Regions from separate parts of the Mus musculus genome. Here region 2 is linked to region 1. A link is a contact called in public capture Hi-C data. All regions are on one chromosome and are shown on one strand. The core of a region is the stretch at or near the end of the contact, and the rest is flanking DNA. Distances in the headings are between cores, read along the strand shown.

The links. Capture Hi-C pulls out chosen DNA fragments and counts their contacts.
Region 2: a capture Hi-C map of embryonic stem cells shows a contact between it and region 1, with 2.4 times the contacts expected there. The contact joins two enhancer-like sites. A contact is called at or near these places in 1 of 15 datasets of contacts at CTCF or cohesin (the NIH/3T3 cell line), 8 of 484 Hi-C or Micro-C datasets (the 3T3-L1 cell line, the F1.1 cell line, the HPC-7 cell line and 5 more), 2 of 115 datasets of contacts at active chromatin or transcription factors (embryonic basal ganglia and embryonic stem cells) and 1 of 9 other capture datasets (embryonic stem cells).

Annotation. Positions count from the first base shown.
Region 1 is chr17:30,466,646-30,469,713 of GRCm38.p6, reverse strand. All of the region lies in intron 6 of Btbd9 (BTB (POZ) domain containing 9), which reads left to right. Among named protein-coding and RNA genes, the nearest start is that of Btbd9, 110 kb to the left of the region's middle. Within about 2 kb of position 1,578, at least 61 of the 459 cell types and tissues checked have an H3K27ac peak or open chromatin away from gene starts, as enhancers often do.
Region 2 is chr17:30,026,407-30,029,379 of GRCm38.p6, reverse strand. All of the region lies in intron 1 of Zfand3 (zinc finger, AN1-type domain 3), which reads right to left. Among named protein-coding and RNA genes, the nearest start is that of Zfand3, 23 kb to the right of the region's middle. Within about 2 kb of position 1,564, at least 99 of the 459 cell types and tissues checked have an H3K27ac peak or open chromatin away from gene starts, as enhancers often do.

The sequences.
Region 1 (3,068 bases), core at 329-2,828:
ATTCTGTGCTTTTCATACATCTGCACCCCAGAGGTGAGGGGCCTGGTGTCTGACGCCGGTGTTCCAGCCCTCTCTTGCCCTCCCTGTCCAAATCAGCAGTGAGATGAAATGTCTGCCACCCCAGGGTAGTGCAGGTCCAGAGAGGACGCAAGTACTGTCTTCCCATGCTTCCCCTATCGTTGTGAAGGAAAGTGAAGAAGGCGTTTCGGGAAACGTTTCTGGAAACGTTTCTAATGGTGCACAGTTCTGTGCTTAGCAGGGAAAGAGCAACTCTGCCCTTGTTTGCAACATGGCATTACTAGTTCCTCTGTGATGTGTAGACTTTCTGAAAGAAAATTGTTCATGTTAGTGTCCACATGTCTTGAACTTTAAAGTCTAGTCCAGGAATAAGTTCAAATCCCATAGTGGTGCCCTTTAAACAAATTTGTTAATTTCCTTCTCAGCATCCTGCTTCTTCCCCTGCTGCAGGCTCCGGGTGGTGCTGGGTGGTGCCTGGCAGCGAGGGGCCTTGACTGTTCCCCTTAGGAAGGGAAGGCTTGAATAAGAAAGAGTACCTTAAGGGTAGGTAGGAGGAGCTGCTGTAGAGCTATCTAATGGATGTAATAGTTCATATATAAAGTCTGAGGAATAGGAGTAATATTCTGCAGCTGAGTAACTGTAGATTAATCCATCTTCAACCAGTACTGGAAGCATCTGTAAATGGGGAAATTATCTTTTCCTTTTTTTTTCTTTTTGGCACAGCTGGACTAAATGTTTTTTCCCAAATACTTTAAAGTTAAATTACATCCACATACCAAAATCATAGGAAAGATGGAAATAAAGTGTAAAAGTGTTCTTTTCAGCTATGTTTACCATGGTGATGGTGGTCTGTTTGGGGGGATGCAGTGTGGCAGGGCACCCTGAGGTCACTATAGAAATTCTTCTTGTGTTAGAGGGGCCCGTAACAGCTTGTGGTGGTCCATTTTGGCTTGAGCTGGATGAAGTAACCCTTTTAAGGTGGGTGGTGCCGTCAGCCGGGGAAGCTTCTCCCCAGGCCCTCCCTTTGACCCTTTCAAAGCCCCTTTTAAGTCCTCCTCTGAAAGCACATCACCAGGCCTTCCTCTTCTGTCAGCAAAGGCCAGCCGGCTCTCTCCTCCCCTGCTCTGCCCTTTAATGAGTGCTTGCTTCTGTGGAGGGAGAGGGACTCCAGGACATGTAAGCATTTTAATAGGCCTGAGTGACATTCTACAGATATGTTTGGAAGACATGAAAGGGTGCAGGCTTTGCTCCTGTCTCATTCTCATCGAAATTAGAGATTCCATTCACATGCTGTGCCTACAAGGTGTTTAATTTTGGCAACATATTCTGTTTGAAGATTCTTGAGGAAATAAAAAAGTAAAAAATGCCAATTCACAATTCTGTTTATTGGAAGTGAATGAATACAGATGGAATTGGTACATTCTATAAAGACTAAACTAAAAGAGTAGAAGTAGCTTAGGAGTAGCCGCAGCATCAATGTGGCTGCAGACGTCGGCAGTTTACAGAGCACTTTGCTCACAGCCCATTGGCATTCAGCACAGCCTTCTGTGGCAGGAGCTGCTTTGGCCGAACTCCTCCGGCTTCTTTAGCTCTAAGATCTCTGAGCCTGAATCTCCACACTGGCTCTTTTAATTGGCATTCTTGCGACACCATGTTATTAGACGGGTTGACTAGTCAGAGCGTCTGCTATTGGTGGCAGCTGTTCTTCATGTTTAATCTTTCCTCCTCTGCACCTCTCATCGCTGTCACTTTCAGTCTGAAAACTGGAGCATATGTAGCCATCTTTATTTACTTTTGTTCTGTGCTAGCATTTGCCTTCCATTAAATGAGGTTGTCCTTTAGGAGACAGCTGGCGATTTGTTTCTAAAGTCAAGACTAGACTCATCTGTTGCATTCGGAACCTGGGCTATGTTAGGGAGGCTGCAAAAATAAAAATAACCATCGGTGTGAGCACTGTGCTGGAGCGGCAGACAACTGTCCCCACCAAAGAGCTGCCACTTCCGCTTGTAGTTGGTGGCTCTGATACTTTTCTCCTGGGAGTTTCCCAGCCAACAGTAGACAGTGCAAGCATCTGTGAAGGGGCTGCCTGGGCGCATGCCTGTGTGCCAATCTCCTCCTCTCCTCCAGAGGGGCCAGTCTTCAGGTTTACTCTTATGAGCAGCACTCCTAATTTGATTTTAATGTCAGCTCAAGGAAGTTTGCTTCTCTTCCTTTTGTATTGAAGTTATTGAAAGCATTGTGGTGATCTTTAACCAAGATGTGCTTTTGTGCTTTATTAAATGAACTTAAGGAAAAAAGTTTAAACACCAAGTCAGCCTAAGGGTTCTTTGAATTCTCATGATCAAGCATAGGTTAAGAGTTTTTTATATATATATATATAGTTTGTTTGTTTTTTGTTTTTTGTTTTTTTTTTTCGAGACAGGGTTTTTCTGTATAGCCCTGGCTGTCCTGGAACTCACTTTGTAGACCAGGCTGGCCTCGAACTCCGAAATCCGCCTGCCGCTGCCTCTCAAGTGCTGGGATTAAAGGCATGTGCCACCACTGCCTGGCAATTAATTAATTTTTTGAGAGCTTTTTTCACGCAGTGTATTCTGATGATGCTTTCCCCTCCCCAAGGCTTCCCAGATCCTCCCCACTGCCCAGCTCTGTGCCCTTTTTAACAAAACACATAAATAAAACCACAAATGTACAATCCCCACCCCCAAATCCCACAGAAATGGCAATATGCCACACAGACTCACACACACCACACAAAGCTTAAACAAAGTATTAGGAGGCAAAAAGCCTAGAAGAATGCCGTTGGGTTTGTCTGCATTGGCCACCTACTCCGGGGCACGGGCCTGCCCTTAAGTAGAGTTGATACCCAGTGAGACTCCACTGGAGAAAGGGAAATTTTCCTTTGCAAGCGGACATCAGTTGCAGGTAGCTTCTTGGTTAGGAGTGGGAGCCTTTGTCCACTCCACCTCTCAGTCTCCAGGGGCGTGGCATCTGACTTGAACCTGTGCAGGCCCTGTGCACGTTTCCACAGTCTGAGTTCTTATGAGCATCAG
Region 2 (2,973 bases), core at 315-2,814, 440 kb after region 1:
ACATAAGTACTTTATCAACTGAGCCACCTCCCCAGCTCACAATTCCGTGTTTTGTAACATCTGACTGATGGCAAGCTCAATTCAGCCATCTGAACAGAAATGAATCCACTGACTAGAATCATCAAGGGCAAACTTCAGAGTGATGTCATCAGATAGAAATGGAGAGGGTCGAGAGGTACATCAGGAAGACAGAGAGACACAAAGAAGAGTCCAAAATCTGCATACAAAGTTAACAAAATGAAACTACGAGTAGCTAGGGTTAAAATGGAGATGCCAGAGGGCTGAGGGTAGAGCTCAAAGGTAGAATGCATGTTTCATATGGGTGACCCGCTCAACTCAAAAAAAGGGCTATTATGATGGTTGTACAACATAGGATGTGGATACACAATCCTATGTCACTTAAGGACATCCTGATAAGGCATCATTAGGCAATTTCATCATTGTGTGAACATCGCAGAGTGCACACACACTTGTATACACACACACACACAAATTGATCTCCACTAGGGGAGCTGTTTTGGGAAGCTATGGAGCCTTAATGGAGGAGATGAATTACTGAGTGTCTTTAAAATTAATGACTTACACTACTGTTTAGCTCAGCTTTGCTTCCAAATTCTCACTCTGCTCCACACTTAAACCATGTGGGTAAATGCACTAACAGAGATGGCATCTTTGAAAGTACCCCAGATTGCACAATTTTGCACAGATTGCACAGATTTGCACAAGTCCAAACATTTCATAGTGGCATAGTACCACTTACTGACAAGTTCCTAAAAGTCTTGGTGAATTCTGACTTGACCTCAAAGGCATTTCTTACTAACATTTACAATGACTGAAAAAAAAAAAAATGAACCTTTTTCTCTGATGCAGAAATTTCAAAAATCACTGATAGTCCACTACTAAGTGCACTGTCCTAGTACTCAGCTCTGTCTGCACACAAAACAATGCTCTGACAATGGAGATGGCCACAAAAATCAGACATCTGTACAGGAACTAAAATTTAATTTCAAGCTTCTTTTTTATTCCAAAAAAAATTAATAAATATTCTTTGTTGTGTTTATTTCAAGACACAGTCTCACTACATGTAACCTCAATTAGCCTAAAGCTCACTACACAGACCATGCTGGCTTCAAGATTGGGGCAATTCTCCTGCACCTGCTCCCAAAGGCTGATATTAATGACCTCACTACCGTTTGGCTTTCTAAAAATGTCTAAAATAAAAAGGCCATCTTTTGATTTAAATCTTTTCTTACCAATCATCTATGAAAAACTGGGAGCCTATCAAGATAATCTGAATCTTCTCAAGCTCCTATCAAATTAGAATAATTAGTTGAGCAAACACAGACACACCCTATCTAATTTCACAATACCACTCAAACATAATTCCAGGAAGAAACTTTTTAGTGGGGGAAGGGAAGGACAAGGAATCTTGCTATGAAACCCACACTGAACTCAAATCTGAGCTGGAATCTCCCTGTTCTGTTCCACTAGCAGGAGGCTTGCCTTCTAAACACTTCTGTTACTGAGTCCTCCAATGAACTCTCTCTGCTTAAGGTTAAGGCAGAAGTTTCCATCAGAGACAGCTCTGGGCACTAAGCCAAGTAGAGCAGCCAGAGATAACATGGGGGGAGGGGTCCACTGCAAGTTTCACTGTTGCAGCAAACTAGTTTCTGTGCCAACCATCAGACCCCAAACTGCCTACAGACCACATCATCTATGACCCCTTTCTAGTTAACCTGCCCTCCACTGCCAGAGGCACCTCCTCTCTCCTTCTTTCTTAGCACCAGGAAGGTCTAAACAAGGCCATCAGATAAAATCAGAATAGAAACTGTCTGCATGTGTGAATACAGAAAAAAAAAATAGTAATTTAAGCCTCAAAAACAAAAGGCTCTTTTTGACTTAATTTTTAAATTCAGTAACACAATGTTTAAGTTGCTACTTACTGACCGTTGCATCAACTTTGTAAACCTGGCAAACATTTACCTTTAAATGACTTAGTAGAAAAGAGTAAAGTGTCTGCCTTAGTTCTCAGCAATGCAGAAACATTAAAAACAAAGTATTTCACGGTTAGTACTATCAGATGTCCTTGATTTCCAACTGTTCTGCACAAAGAAACTTTATTTTCATGACAATGAACTACTAGAAGCTAATATTAAATATGAATTCTGAAGATGCAAACCTAACCACTCACATTTAAACCTAACATTTTAAAAGGGAAAAAAATACCATTATCAATTTAGTGAACAGTTTTATGGCCAAGAGGCCTGTGAAAAAGATTAAAGTGTTTATATCTATAGAGCTGAGTTACAATTACCCCACTGCAAAGAAGTGAGCCAACAGACTGTTTGTTTGTGTCCATGTTTATTGTCTCAGGAATACTCTCTGCGGGCGAATAGTTCTTTTCCATAAATACATTTTTGCATACCCATTATGTTTCAAACATTGGTAAAAACAGTGTCTGAAAACCAAGTCAAACAGCCCCTGCCCCGATGGAACTTCCTGCCTGTTATCAAGCCAACCCACCCTCATACCTCAGACAGAAGTGATGTGACAGGAGGATTTGGCAAATGGCCCAAACACTGCTTGTCCCCTGCTGTTTAGTCTGTTTGCTTCCTCCAAACAGATGACTGCCTGCCTGGCCCTGGTTACACAGTTGTTATAATCAAAACCGTGACTCCCTGCCTATTTGAAAATACGTTTACTAAATCTTTTTTGGTTAAGGCAGAACGAGAAAAACAGTGAAGGTCCAAACTTTTCAACAGTAATACTAAAATAACACCCAAAACAAGTCATTAAAATTTTTTTAAGGGGCTGGTGAGATGGCTCAGTGGGTAAGAGCACCCGACTGCTCTTCCGAAGGTCCAGAGTTCAAATCCCAGCAACCACATGGTGGCTCACAACCATCTGACAACAAGATCTGACTCCCTCTTTGGTGTGCCTGAAGAGAGCTACAGTGTACTTACATATAATAAT